Linked DNA regions of Sus scrofa: regions 1, 2 and 3 are each linked to region 4. A link is a contact called in public HiChIP or PLAC-seq data. All regions are on one chromosome and are shown on one strand. The core of a region is the stretch at or near the end of the contact, and the rest is flanking DNA. Distances in the headings are between cores, read along the strand shown. Region 1 holds the start of PTS (6-pyruvoyl tetrahydrobiopterin synthase). Region 2 holds the start of TEX12 (testis-expressed protein 12). Region 3 overlaps BCO2 (beta,beta-carotene 9',10'-oxygenase). Region 4 holds the start of DIXDC1 (dixin).

Evidence for each region. HiChIP or PLAC-seq counts read pairs in DNA pulled down with a chosen protein or histone mark.
Region 1: an H3K27ac HiChIP or PLAC-seq map of alveolar macrophages shows a contact between it and region 4. The contact joins the promoter of PTS here to the promoter of DIXDC1 in region 4. A contact is called at or near these places in 1 of 5 promoter capture datasets (liver), 1 of 47 Hi-C or Micro-C datasets (blood) and 1 of 2 datasets of contacts at active chromatin or transcription factors (alveolar macrophages).
Region 2: an H3K27ac HiChIP or PLAC-seq map of alveolar macrophages shows a contact between it and region 4. The contact joins the promoter of TEX12 here to the promoter of DIXDC1 in region 4. A contact is called at or near these places in 5 of 47 Hi-C or Micro-C datasets (alveolar macrophages, blood and liver) and 1 of 2 datasets of contacts at active chromatin or transcription factors (alveolar macrophages).
Region 3: an H3K27ac HiChIP or PLAC-seq map of alveolar macrophages shows a contact between it and region 4. The contact joins the enhancer-like site here to the promoter of DIXDC1 in region 4. A contact is called at or near these places in 4 of 5 promoter capture datasets (fetal liver, fetal skeletal muscle and liver), 12 of 47 Hi-C or Micro-C datasets (alveolar macrophages, blood, embryonic fibroblasts and 4 more) and 2 of 2 datasets of contacts at active chromatin or transcription factors (alveolar macrophages and skeletal muscle).

Annotation. Positions count from the first base shown.
Region 1 is chr9:39,918,536-39,921,576 of Sscrofa11.1, forward strand. It overlaps PTS (6-pyruvoyl tetrahydrobiopterin synthase), which reads left to right and starts at 1,622. Exons shown (of 6, transcript XM_005667339.3): 1 at 1,622-1,900. The coding sequence starts at 1,815.
Region 2 is chr9:39,862,714-39,865,987 of Sscrofa11.1, forward strand. It overlaps TEX12 (testis-expressed protein 12), which reads left to right and starts at 1,380. Exons shown (of 5, transcript XM_005667333.3): 1 at 1,380-1,508. It overlaps BCO2 (beta,beta-carotene 9',10'-oxygenase), which reads left to right and starts at 1,423. Exons shown (of 12, transcript XM_013979374.2): 1 at 1,423-1,508.
Region 3 is chr9:39,883,721-39,886,890 of Sscrofa11.1, forward strand. The region is part of intron 2 of BCO2 (beta,beta-carotene 9',10'-oxygenase); the gene reads left to right. Among named protein-coding and RNA genes, the nearest start is that of BCO2, 21 kb to the left of the region's middle. Within about 2 kb of position 1,536, at least 2 of the 83 cell types and tissues checked have an H3K27ac peak or open chromatin away from gene starts, as enhancers often do. A contact at or near this core is called in alveolar macrophages, where this site is marked.
Region 4 is chr9:39,664,824-39,667,917 of Sscrofa11.1, forward strand. DIXDC1 (dixin) reads left to right here and starts at 1,631. Exons shown (of 23, transcript XM_003129869.5): 1 at 1,631-1,979. The coding sequence starts at 1,920.

The DNA.
Region 1 (3,041 bases), core at 372-2,871, 250 kb after region 4:
TGAGCATATGACTGAGACATAAAGCTTAGGCAGGGCCTCTTCCTCTCCCTGAGTCCAACTTACCACTGGGCAATGTCCTGAGACTCAAGGAAAGGGAGTATACAAGTGAGGGGAAAGGGATTAGGGGGCTCCCTAGTGACCCGTCTTAACCACGTCTGCAAAGATACTATTTCCAAATAAAACCATATTCTGGGGGGGGGGTACAATTCAATCTGTAGCAGTGTGACTGAGGGTAAATTTGGTGAGTGCCTTTATATAGAATCGACTTTAATAAAATAGAGCAAAAATTCTGCAAATGCAATGATTTTTATTAAAGCAAACAGCAATTTCTCCAAAATTATACCCTTTTAAAATTTTATTTTGATTCTTTAAATCGTTTTTGAAACAAGTGAGGCATTTGTGTAATCGTTAGAGTATCTATGATGTAGTCAGTGCCTGGGGGAACACTGTTTACATTATAAGTGATCTTGGGTAAGTAATTCATTTATAGTAGGCCTGTATTTTCTTATCTGTGAGAGGACTGAGTTAGATTTTGGGTCTCTACCTCAAAAATCTCTGGTTTGGAGTTCCCATCGTGGCACAGCGGAAATGAATCTGACTAGGAACCATGAGGTTGCGGTTCGATCCCTGGCCTCCCTCAATGGGTTAAGGATCTGGCATTGCCGTGAACTGTGGTGTAGGCCATAGATATGGCTTGGATGCTGTGTTGCTGTGGCTGTGGCATAGGCCCTTGGCAACAGCTCTGATTAGACCCCTAGCCTGGGAACCTCCATGTGCCGCAGGTGCGGCCCTAAAAAAAGGACAAAAGACAAAAAACAAAACAAAACAAAACTCTGGTTTATAATTATTCAAAGTTCTTTTACAGTCCAGTGGAGGAGAGGAGAAAAAACTTGAAAATGTGTGAGGAATATTTGCTACATAACATATTAATAATAACGATAATGCAGAATGAACAACATATATAGCTGGAGACAGGAGACATTTGAGAGAAATCATTGGGGCTTATATTTCTGCCATGCCCATGATTTTATCTATTTCCAGTGCCTGGAACATGCCAGCAACATAGTACACACTCGGTAACTAATGAAAGGATGAAGGGAGGCAAGAGATGACATGGTGCATGCTGGCAACTCTAAGTAGTTTGATCACTCCTTAGGAGTAGATGTGAGGAAACAAGATCCTATCACTCCGAGGTGTCTGCGGTGAACAGAAAATTGCTAATGTGTGTATGTTCATGGGTGCATGTGCTTACACTGTGGCAACCAAGTGATAAATGGGTCCATGCAGGAATGTGGACGATAAGGACAGCTTGAGAACTCCCCTTTGTTCCAAACAGTCCAAAGGTAATATCGGTTCTGAAGACCACGTGGTCCTACACGTGCCCTCAAATTTCTCCGCCTTTTAAGCTATAAGTAGACTGGTCCTGGGACTCATCTCATCCTGCCACTGGAGGTTTACACCGTAACCCTGGGCTTTCCAGAAGCGAGTGGGAAGGGCGGCTCAATGAAGTCCCTCCCTGATTCAAAGTAGGCCCACGCGCACCCTAACTGCACGACGTGGCCTCAGGTTTAGCGGACAGAAAAATGAAGGCCACCAGACCCCATCTACTCTAAGGCACGCCCAGCTCTGTGAGCTCTTGCTCTCCCGAGATAACGGAAAGCCCGGTGCGGCCTCCAAGCCGGCAGAGGGAGCTCAGCCGCAGGGCGCTTCCGGGGCGCCTGCCGCACTGCGCAGCCGCGGAGGGAGGCCCCGCCCATTCCCCCAGGCAGGCGGCGGCCCCGGGGCAGGAGGCTCGGCCTTGCCTCGCGGGCGGAATGAGGAGCGACGCTGACTCAGGCCCCCACCGGCGGGCGCGAGTGTCCCGCCTCGCGTCCTTCAGCGCGTCCCATCGGCTCCACAGGTGGGTGTGCCCACGGTGAGAGTAGCGAGGGCGGGGCCTTCGAGGCCTGGGCCTAGGAGGGCCTGGCGCCCGGACGTCGGGGGTCGGCCGGGGTACCCTACGTTGAATAGGCGGGGCGCGCGGCGGGGCGGGGGCGCGCGGCGGCGGGGCGGGGGGGCGCGCGGCGGGGGCGGGGGCGCGCGGCGGGGCGGGGGCGCGCGGCGGGGCGGGGGCGCGCGGCGGGGCGGGGGCGCTGGGTGCCTTCTTAGGGCCGCCGGGCCTCGTCGACCACCTAAGAGCCGTGATAGCGAGTTGACCAGGCTCCAGAGGGGCTGTGCAGTGACTGCGGAGGGCGACGGCCCAGGGTACGCAGCCCGGAGGGTCCTCTCGCTGGCTCTGCGACCTGAACGTACTTCTTGGTCCCTCGGATTGCTCTAATTTAGCTTAGAGGGTCGCTGTGACCTTCAAAGGAGTTGAGCTCGCCCACGTTACGCGGTACCCGGCACATCGTAAACACTCAGTTCATGTTAGCTGCTGTTATGTCAGGAGCATTGGCAAGCAGCACAGTTGGGATTGAACCCAGAGTACTCAGACTGCTGGGTCGAATTGAAGAGTTGATTTTGAGGGGATATTTGCCACTTAGTAGAAGGCTCCACTCTCTGAGCATCTGTTTCCTCCTCTGTGAAACCAGGATAATAATTTCTACCTAAGAGGATTGATGCATTCATTCACAGGACAGGTATTTTTTGTCAGGTCTTGGGCTAGGTAACAGGCATGCAGCAGTGATCAAGACCTGTCTTAGCCTTACTTCTGGAATGTACAAACTGGCCAATTTTTTGGAGGGTAGAGTGAGGTAATTTTGTGCAGAAGCTTTGTGAATTGTGGCACGTGGAATGTAAGAAGTGGGTGAGCAGGAGAGAATGAGGAAAGTAATAGTGTCTCACAGAGAAAGGGGTTATTTAATAGGAAGCTCAAACATGTGAGGGTTGTAGAGCCTCCTTGCAGATGCACTGTTGATTGGACAGGTATAAATATAAAAATCCGTTGAGAAAATTGTTCTCTGTTTAGAACATACGCTGAGTATCGTAATTTTATTTTATTTTTATTATTATTATTTTTGTCTTTAGGGCCACACCTGTGGCATTTGGAGGTTCCCAGGCCT
Region 2 (3,274 bases), core at 130-2,629, 200 kb after region 4:
CGTAGGCCGGCAGCTGTAGCTCTGATTTGCCCCATAGCCTGGGAACCTCCATATGCCATAAAAGAATAATAACAGTAATGATAGTGATGAAGAAGAGACAGACACTGAGTGGATAACTGTACACTTTACCAAGTAAGGGCATTAAAAACTAAAACGTTTAATATTTTTATTTCTTGAGAGAACACCTTAACACCCCAAAATTTAGGAAGGACACTGTACCTAAGAGACAGTCTTTTAAAGTGATGCAGGGAGTTCCCTGGTGGCCTAGTGGTTATGGACCCCAATTTATCACTCTGTGGCTCAGGTATGATTCCTTGCCCAGGAACTTCTGCATGCCTGTGAGACCATAAATAAATAAATAAATAAATAAATAAATAAATAAATGGAACACATTAGCTTTATACAAAACTCATTACCTTTTTCCTTACTTTTATCACAAACGGAAAATTTCAATAGATTGTCAGCAGTCCTTAGTGAATGGAATGTTCTATAGATGATCAGTAACTGCACCATAATCATCAAGTGTAGTTATTAAATGACTTATATTTCACAAGCATAGCACAACTGAAGTTAAACCAAGTACTTTTTTCTAAAAGTTTACTTGAAGAAGTTGGCTCTTTCAACAACAGCCTACAAATAAACATATACACACAATCCTTACAAGTCTTTTTAACAACTGCCATTTAAATAAACCCCAAAGGAAAAAACAATAATATGTATGTGTTAGTTTGCTAAGGTGTAAGATAACTGACCTGGAATGTCTGGGAAGTGTTATTGACCTTTGTTTTATGAGATGATATACTTTTTATTTTCTTCCACAACTAACTGGGCGTAAGTGCAGAATGCCTATCCTTGCCATTGTGGTCAAAGGCACCATATTAAAGCTCCCAATGAGGCTAAACTTTAAATATGTGAGTCATGCGTGTTACAAAATATGTTTTGAAAGCTGCCAATGATGTCGACTAAACTTACTGACACATCAAGAAGGATATGTTCGCTGTGATTCCAAAAGTTGAATTGCACCAAATATGAAGAGGTAAGAAACCAAGACTCTAGATCTACAAGTGTCTGGTCCGGCCAGGGGGGACTCAGGTTTAAACACTTCTTGCAACAAACAAACCATCTGGACCAGGCTGTATCTTTCACTTGGAAAGTGGTAGTGGGGTACTACCATCTTGTGCTTCTTTTCTGAGGTTCCAAGAGACCAGAACACACCCCGGCCTTCCTCTGGTAGTTCTTTCTTGGTCTTTCTTGAGAAACCAGTCTTAGATCAGATTTCCCCCTTCTTCCCCAGAAACTCAGTGGGAGGCTGGGAGAGAGTTTCCTTTACCGAGACGCCAAGCCGGGAGGCACATTGGGAGAAAGACCCCCTCCCCGTGGCAGCGGGGAGGCGACGTGTCACGTGACCTGCCGCGCTGCCCATCGGGAAAGCTGCTGCCTTGAGCCTGCGCACCCACGCTGGCCTCTTCCCGCGTTTTAGCTGACGAGGAAGGTGCCCCCACGGAACGGTAGGCCGGTCTTGGGGTGCGGCTCTGGGGCTGAGCGCCCATGGGAGTGTGCCTGGCTGTGAAGCAAGGTAGTGAGAGCAGGTGGGCGCTTCCTCCCAGGTCTCTGATGAGACCGAAAGGCTAGTGGGGAGGAGAGGGAGAGGGAGCCGGAGCGGGAAGTGAGGACCCAGGTAGGTGGGATGATCTGAGGGGCCCGAGGTAGCGTCAGGGGAAGAGAAGCCGAGGAGAAAACGATTGGACGAGGCCAAGAGCCCATACTTGGGGATGATTGCAAGGCCGGGTCTGCGGCCGTGCAGGTGCTTGTCGCAGGCCGAGGCCCAGCCCGTTGACCAGACCAGGATTCATCTGAGGACCGTAGCTATGACAGAAAAATTAAAACTTCTGTTTTCACAGAAGTTGAATTACCTCTGTTTTTACAGAAGTTGACTTACGTAATTAGGAAAGTTTTGATTTGATACATTAACGTTCTGTTACTTTGAGACAGGCAAGAAGAGGTGTAAAAAGAAAAGGGAAGAGAAAAAGGGGAAGAGAGTGTAGAACAGCTCTCATGTTGGCTTCTCTGAAATATTCTCCAACTTCCCAAGAGGGAGCACTAATGTGCGTGTGTAGAGTTTTCTACATATTACTACATATTCTATTCTAGTACTTACTTTTTATTTAATTAATTAATTAATTTATTTTTTTGTCTTTTTTTTTTTTTGCTATTTCTTTGGGCCGCTCCCGCGGCATATAGAGGTTCCCAGGCTAGGGGTCCAATCGGAGATGTAGCCACTGGCCTACGCCAGAGCCACAGCAACGCAGGATCCGAACCGCGTCTGCAACCTACACCACAGCTCTTGGCAACGCCGGATGGTTAACCCACTGAGCAAGGGCAGGGACCGAACCCGCAACCTCATGGTTCCTAGTCGGATTCGTTAACCACTGCGCCACGACGGGAACTCCCCTAGTACTTACTTTTTCAGCTGCACCTGCAGTATATGGAAGTTCCCAGGCCAGGAATCTAATCCTGGGCCACAGCTGTGACTTACATGCTGCAGCTTTGGCAATGTCAGATCCCTTAGCTCACTGCGCTGGGCCAGGACAGAGTCTCCACAGAGACACGTAAGATCATTAACCCACTGTGCCACAGTTAAAACTCCCAAAAGTCTCTTTTATTTTATTTAATTTATTTATTTTTGCCTTTTCTAGAGCTGCTCCCCAGGCATATGGAGATTCCCAGGCTAGGGGTCTAATCGGAGATGTAGACACCAGCCTAGGTCAGAGCCACAGCAACATGGGATCCGAGCAGCCTCTGCGACCTGCACCACAGCCCATAGCAACGCGGGATCCTTAACCCACTGAGCAAGGCCAGAGATCGAACTCGCAACCTTGTGGTTCCTAGTCGGATTCGTTAACCACTGAGCCACGATGGGAACTCCCAGAAGTCTCTTTTAGACTAGAAGAGATCTTGGTTCCAGTCTGACCTAGTTTAACATGTTTGAATTTGGTCAATTGTCTCTGTCCCTGTTTTCACATCTGCAAAAGATGAGATTGAATTAGATGGACTGTTTCAACATTAAGCTTTTGTGAAGGCAGAACATTCTTAACTGAATCCTGAAACAAGGCAGACATGCCAAAGAGATTAGTTTGACTGTATATAGAGGGACTAGAAGGAAATCATGGGAAATGGTAGGCTGGCTGGCCCCAGGTGATGTAGGACTTTGGATTCTATACCATAGAATTTGAATTTATTCTGGAGCAGTGAATGATCAAGGGAAAGTTTTCTG
Region 3 (3,170 bases), core at 286-2,785, 220 kb after region 4:
CACCATCCCTTCAGGGGTGACTTTCAGGACTCTCTTTTTGTCACTGCCTACCTCCTACCAGTCTTCTGAGTTATTTCTGCAACTTGTCCTTTTCTAACTGTAATGCTTCAGTTTAGGTGCCCATCATCCACTTGAATTACTGTCTGGATGCTCCTATTTCTGCCCCATATCCTACTCTGTGTCTTTCTACAATACAGATCTCCCAGTTTCACTCTCCTGTTTCAAAACTCCATGCTTTTCTGTTGAAGTTCTTTAAGACTTAAGTTTAAGTTCTGGTAGTTCTTGTGCTGACCTATTTTATTTCTCCATCCTCACTGCCTGCTGCCGACTGCTCTGTCCACACACTCATTTGTTGACTAGCTAGTCCTCCAAGATACCATATTCATTTAGGCTCTTCCTTTTTTTTTTTTTTTAATCACCTCCCCCCAGGATGCCCTTTTCTCTTCTCCAGCTGACAAGCATCCTTAAAGAATCATACAAACATCTTTTTTCCCTCTTGACACTTCCCTGATGTCCATATCCTTCTTCCTCTTGCTCCTTCTGTGCATAACTTGTGTTTTTTTTTCTTAATACTTCTCCATAGTTGTGATAATCACTTTGTATTATAGTTATTTATATGCCTATAATTGTTGGGCTGGACACATGCTTGGCAAATAGTAGGGACTCCAGAAATGTTGGTTGATTTGAATAAATGAATGTATGGAATGACAGAGTGTAGAAAGATCTTGTAAGATGGAATCTAACACGTTGAAATTTTTTTTTGTTTTGTTTTTCTGTCTTTTTTTTAGGGCTGCACCTGTGGCATATGGCGGTTCTCAGGCCAGGGGTCTAATCGGAGCTGTTGCTGGTGGCCTACTCCACAGCCACAGCAATGCCAGATCCGAACCACGTCTGCAGCCTATACCACAGCTCATGGCAATGCTGGATCCTTAACCCTCTGAGCAAGGCCAGAGATTGAACCACAACCTCATGGTTCATAGTCAGATTTGTTTCTGCTGCACCATGATGGGAACTCCACGTTGAAATTTATTAAAGGTGAATATGAATCAAGAAAACCAGTGTAGAGGAATGAAGATGGAAGATATTGGCTTAACAGTAGAATGTGATAAAAATTAGGGGTTTTACTTAACAGCTCAGTGTGAGTCAACAATGTGGGGTGATAAAGAAAAATAAGAAGGATAGAAAAGAATATGAAATATCTTAAGTGAGGAAACTGATCTTCTGAGTTTACACTTAGGGTATTGTTGTCTCTATGTTCCATCGTCTTAGTGGAATTTAGACTGGCTTAGCAATGATATTCTATTGTTTTTAGAATACTTTCGTTTTTAATATTTTTTTGAAAAAAATCACCAAACTAGAGTAAGAAACCACCAGCTAATGTTATCAAGAAGAAAAAAGAGAGAAAGCATAAATATGCAAAATAAGAAATGACAGTAAGAAAGAAGCCATTGAAATAGACCTAAAATTACAACAGACTTTGTGGGCCTCTATGCAAATACATTTGAAAACCTCAAGGAAATGGATCATTTCCTGGGGAAATACAGATTACCAAATTGATAGAGGTAGAAAGTTTAAACAACCAATTTCTCTAGAGGAAAACAAGAAACTTACTGAGAAATTACCTCTTAAAAAAAACACTGGGGAAGTTCCCACTGTGGGGCAAGGGTTATTGGCAGTATCTCTGCAGCACCAGGACACAGGTTCGATCCCCAGCCCTGCACAGTGAGTTAAAGGGTCTGATGTTGCTGCACCTGTGGTGTAGGTTGAAACTGTGGCTTGGATCTGATCCCTGGACCATGTGCTGTGGGGCAGCCAAAAACAGGGGGGAAAAAAGCACCAGGCACAGATTACTTCCCAGGGAAATTCTACTAAACCTTTGAATATCAGGTAGTTCCAGTGCTTTCAATCAGAGGATCGGGAATGAAAGGAAATTTCCCAATTCTTTTTATGAGGCAAGTATAATACTGATATCTATATATGATAAAGTTGTTAAAAAAAAGAAAAAGTACCAAATATATTGTACTAATATAATACAATAAACATTTCGTTAACAAACAGAATTCAACTACCTTAAAAATATAATTGGAGTTGCTGCTGTGGTGCAGTGGGTTAAGAACCTAGCTGTAGTGGTTCAGGTAGCTGCAGAGGCATGAGTTGGATTCCCAGCCCAGTGCAGTAGGTTAAAGTATCTGGCACTGCTGCAGCTGTGGCATAGGTTGCAGCTATAGCTCAAATTCAGTCCCTGGCTCCAGAATTCTATATGCCATGAATGCAGCTGTAAAATAAATAAATAAATTAATTAATACATACCCACATATATATATATAATTCACTAAGATCATATAGGATTTATTCCAAGAATGCAAGGTAGGTTCATTACTCTTATTTGGAAATCCACTAATGTCATGTACCATATGAATAGATCTCAGGAAAAGTAATCATAATCATAATTGATTTTCTCCATAAACGGTAACAAAACTTTTGTCAAAATTTAACAGCCATTCCTCATAAAAATACTCAGGAAAATGGATTTGAGAAATAGTTTCTTAACATGATTTTGTATATATATGTATATATATATGTGTATACACACATTATATTTGTATATACATATGTTTATATATATGTGTGTATATACACATATCCACACACCATATATAAATGTATTTTAATCTTCGTCCTAAAATCAGTAATACTACAATTATTTTTTCTAAAGCAGGAATAAGGGATGGATGGCTACTTGTTTCTACTACTGTTTTACAAGGTGTAACCAGTACAATTAGACTAAAGAAATTAATTAGAGGCACAAGGATTATTAAAGTAATGCTGATTATATCATAGTAAACCTGGAAAACCATAGGGAAATAAACAAAATAATGCAAATAATTAAAAGGTGAGGAGGTAACAGGATGTAAAATTAACATACTAAAATCAGTGGCCTTCATATACACAAACAACAACCAGTTAAAGGAAATAATGGTAGAAAAAAAACCCTCTCATTTACAATAGCAACAAAAAAGATTATAGACTACCACATGACCCAGCAATCCCACTCTTGGGCATATATCTGGACGAAACTTTCCTTGAAAAAGACGCATGCACCCATATGTTCATTGCAGCACTATTCACAATAGCCAAGACATAGAAACAACCTAAATGTCCACTGGCAG
Region 4 (3,094 bases), core at 381-2,880:
GTCTTCTGACTTGTGGGCTGTTTAGGTTCAGTTTGATCCAGTGTCATGGCTTTTCCCCAGCCTTAGCCAGAATTGAACCCACAGCATTCAACCAGCAACAGCCATTTAACACCTTGGCTGACTTCTGTTTCCTGCTTGCTGTGGTCAGAGGGAGGTGTGTCTTTTCTCAGAAGCATCTTTGTGTTTAGCAGCTTTAGACATTCAGGCAAGATGTAGCCAGTTCTGGCCGTTCTAAGTAAGGACGTTCTTCTCTAGTGACCCGAGGATGAGGTTAGGTTGAATAAAAGCCATTACTGACTTTTCTCGCTAAGGTACTAATGGGGATTTGAGGAGGGAATCTGTGCCTTTGGAAAATCACTCCTGTAGAGTCCTAACTTCTGGAGTTCCTGTTGTGGAGCAGTGGAAACAAATCTAACTAGTACCCATGAGGATGTGGGTTTGATCCCTGGCCTCGCTCAGTGGGTTAAGGATCTGGTGTTGCTGTGAGCTGCAGTGTAGGTCACAGATACGACTTGGATCCTGCATTGCCGTGGCTGTGGTGTAGGCTGGCAACTGCAGCTCTGATTGGACCCCTGGCCTGGGAACTTCTATATGCCACAGGTGCAGCCCTAAAAAGCAAAAAAGAAGAAAGAAAAAATAGAGTCCTAACTTCTCAAACAGTCTCTCACTAACCAGCTGTGTCCTTGGGCAAGGCCTGACCTTCTCTGAGCCTTAACACCCAGTAAACCCTTCCCTCCCATCTGGGATCACGAGGTGTAACATAATATGGGTGTTCTTTCAGCTTCCAGTTTTCCTATAGAAACAAGAGTGTGCACCAAGGACACAGATGACTAGTATTTTTAAAAATAAATAATCAAGACTGTGACTGGAATAACCAGAAACAAAGGGGAAGAGCTCTCTGTTTGTTTGAGGAAGCTCTTACCTAACCCTTTCCAGTGCACCAGGACATTGTACAATTATTTTCATTAAAACCCATTTAATTAAGTTAAAACTCATTTAAAATATGGTTTCACATTTTAGCGCTTATTTTCAAAAGAAAGAAACTTTTTTGGTAAAGACTTCTTCATCCTTGGTTTACCCTTGATGTCCCTATTTTGATCCTGTGATTGGTTTAGCACCACTTTATTAAATGTACCCCAATAACATCAATAACTAAAGCGCTCTACCCTCTCTTTGTGTCTGTCCCTTCTTGATACCCCTTCTTTAGCCTAACCTCACTGTCCAGGCCCCATATGGGAAAAGGTTGCTGGGGGTTAAAAAGCTAGTCTGGGAGTAAAAATCTATGATTCACTCCCCTTCCCAGCCACCTTGCCTTGTGGTGGGGAGCTTGAGTTCTTTAGCCATCAGAGAAAGAGATAGAGAGAGAGAGAGAGAGAGGAGAGAGAGAGAGAGAGAAAGAGTGTGTGTGTGTGTGTGTGTGTGTGTGTGTGTGTGTAGGGCATCCACACGCAGCCATACCCCCTGTGCGTCCGTGTGTATTGGGGCGGGGGGCGGGGGGGCGCGCACGCTCCAGCAGCCCTGCTGTATGTGTGTGTCTGCAGCGCAGGCACATACGCCGCCGCTCCCCACGCCCGACCCCCGGCCCGGTGTGTGAGCGTGTGCGTGTGCGTGTGTGCGCGCGGCGCGGGGCTCTCCCTGACGCACGCCGGGCAGGGGGCCCCCAGCCAGCGCCCCTCCGCCTGGTGCGCGCCCAGCAGTTTCTATAGGAACCGCGACAGCGCGGGGCCCCTCCTGCAGATCCCCGGTGCGAGCATGCCCAGTGGAGGCCGCTAGTTTGGCCCGGGTCTGGGTTTCCAGTAAGTGGCATGCGGGACTCCGGAGACATCCCAATGAGCTGAGCCGGGAGTCTTTGTGTGCACGGGGAGGAGGAGGCGGCGGCCGCCGGCCCGGAGACCCCGCCCGGGGGGCCGGCAGGAACAATGCTAGCCTGTTTGACCCGGGGGAACTTACTGGACGTTCTGCAGGAGGGCTTCAATGAGGTAACTGCTCCTCCCACTCCCCAGCTCCCCCTGCCTTAACGCCTCCAGCCTCATCTCTGGAAGGGGTCCTCCTCCGCCTGCATCCTTACCGGACCCAGAACAACCCCCTGCAGAACCCCAAGCTAAGGTGGGGGTGGGTACAGTACAGAGGAGCCTGGTGAACCCGGAGGGATCAAAAGGGCCGACTGCTTCCAGCCAAGCTGGGCAATGACGTTCCCTGGTAGCTTGCCTGTGCCCAGAAGACAGGACCACGAATTCTGAGGTCATCTCCTTCCAGAAGAAGTGGTCTCATCCCTCTCTGGGCTTTGCCCGCAGGACATCCCCAGGGAAGCCCATGACTATATGGCAGAGGTGCTCCTTCTGTTTGAGGAGTAAGTGGGTGAGCCAAAGGAGGTGGCATGCATTGGTAGAAAGTTTGAGCAAGGGCAGGAGGAGTAGGTGGTCCGCAGGAAGTGCCCACTTCGTGTTCACATCACTTTCTAAATCCAGGGCAGTGCATTCCCCCCAACCACCAGCCTGCTTGGCAGAGGGACCTAAGAGGAGAGAGAGGTTTCTGGGCCTGATTCAGGGGAGCTGGGGTTTGCCCCTTTCGGTGTGAGAGGGGGGACCTAGGGCCTCAGTCGGACAGGCAGTGTGGGCTAGGGCTGGCGGACAGTCTTTTTCTCTTCACTTGCTTTTCTCTCAGAATTCTGGTGTTTATCCAGTTTTCTTTTCTAGTGACCCAGACCATTTGGGTTTAAGACCTTTGTCCCTTGTGGTTGGCTCCGATGTCCTCCATGGCTTCTGAGCCCCACCCGGTGGGTTGCCTTATCCCAGCATCCCTTACAAGGAGAGGTAGATGGTTGGTTGTCTTTCTTCCTTTCTCCCTCTTTTTCTTTCCACCTCTCCCTCTCTTCCCTTTATGGCGTTTTTTAAAGATTTTTTTTATTATAGTTGATTTACAATGTTGTGCCAATTTCTGCTGTACAGCATATTGACCCAGTTATACATATATACATCCTTTATCTCCTATATCTTCCATCATGTTCTATCACAAATGATTGGATATAGTTCCCTGTGCTATATAGCAGGACCTCATTGCCTATCCATTCTAAACGTGTAATATTTTTTAAAGT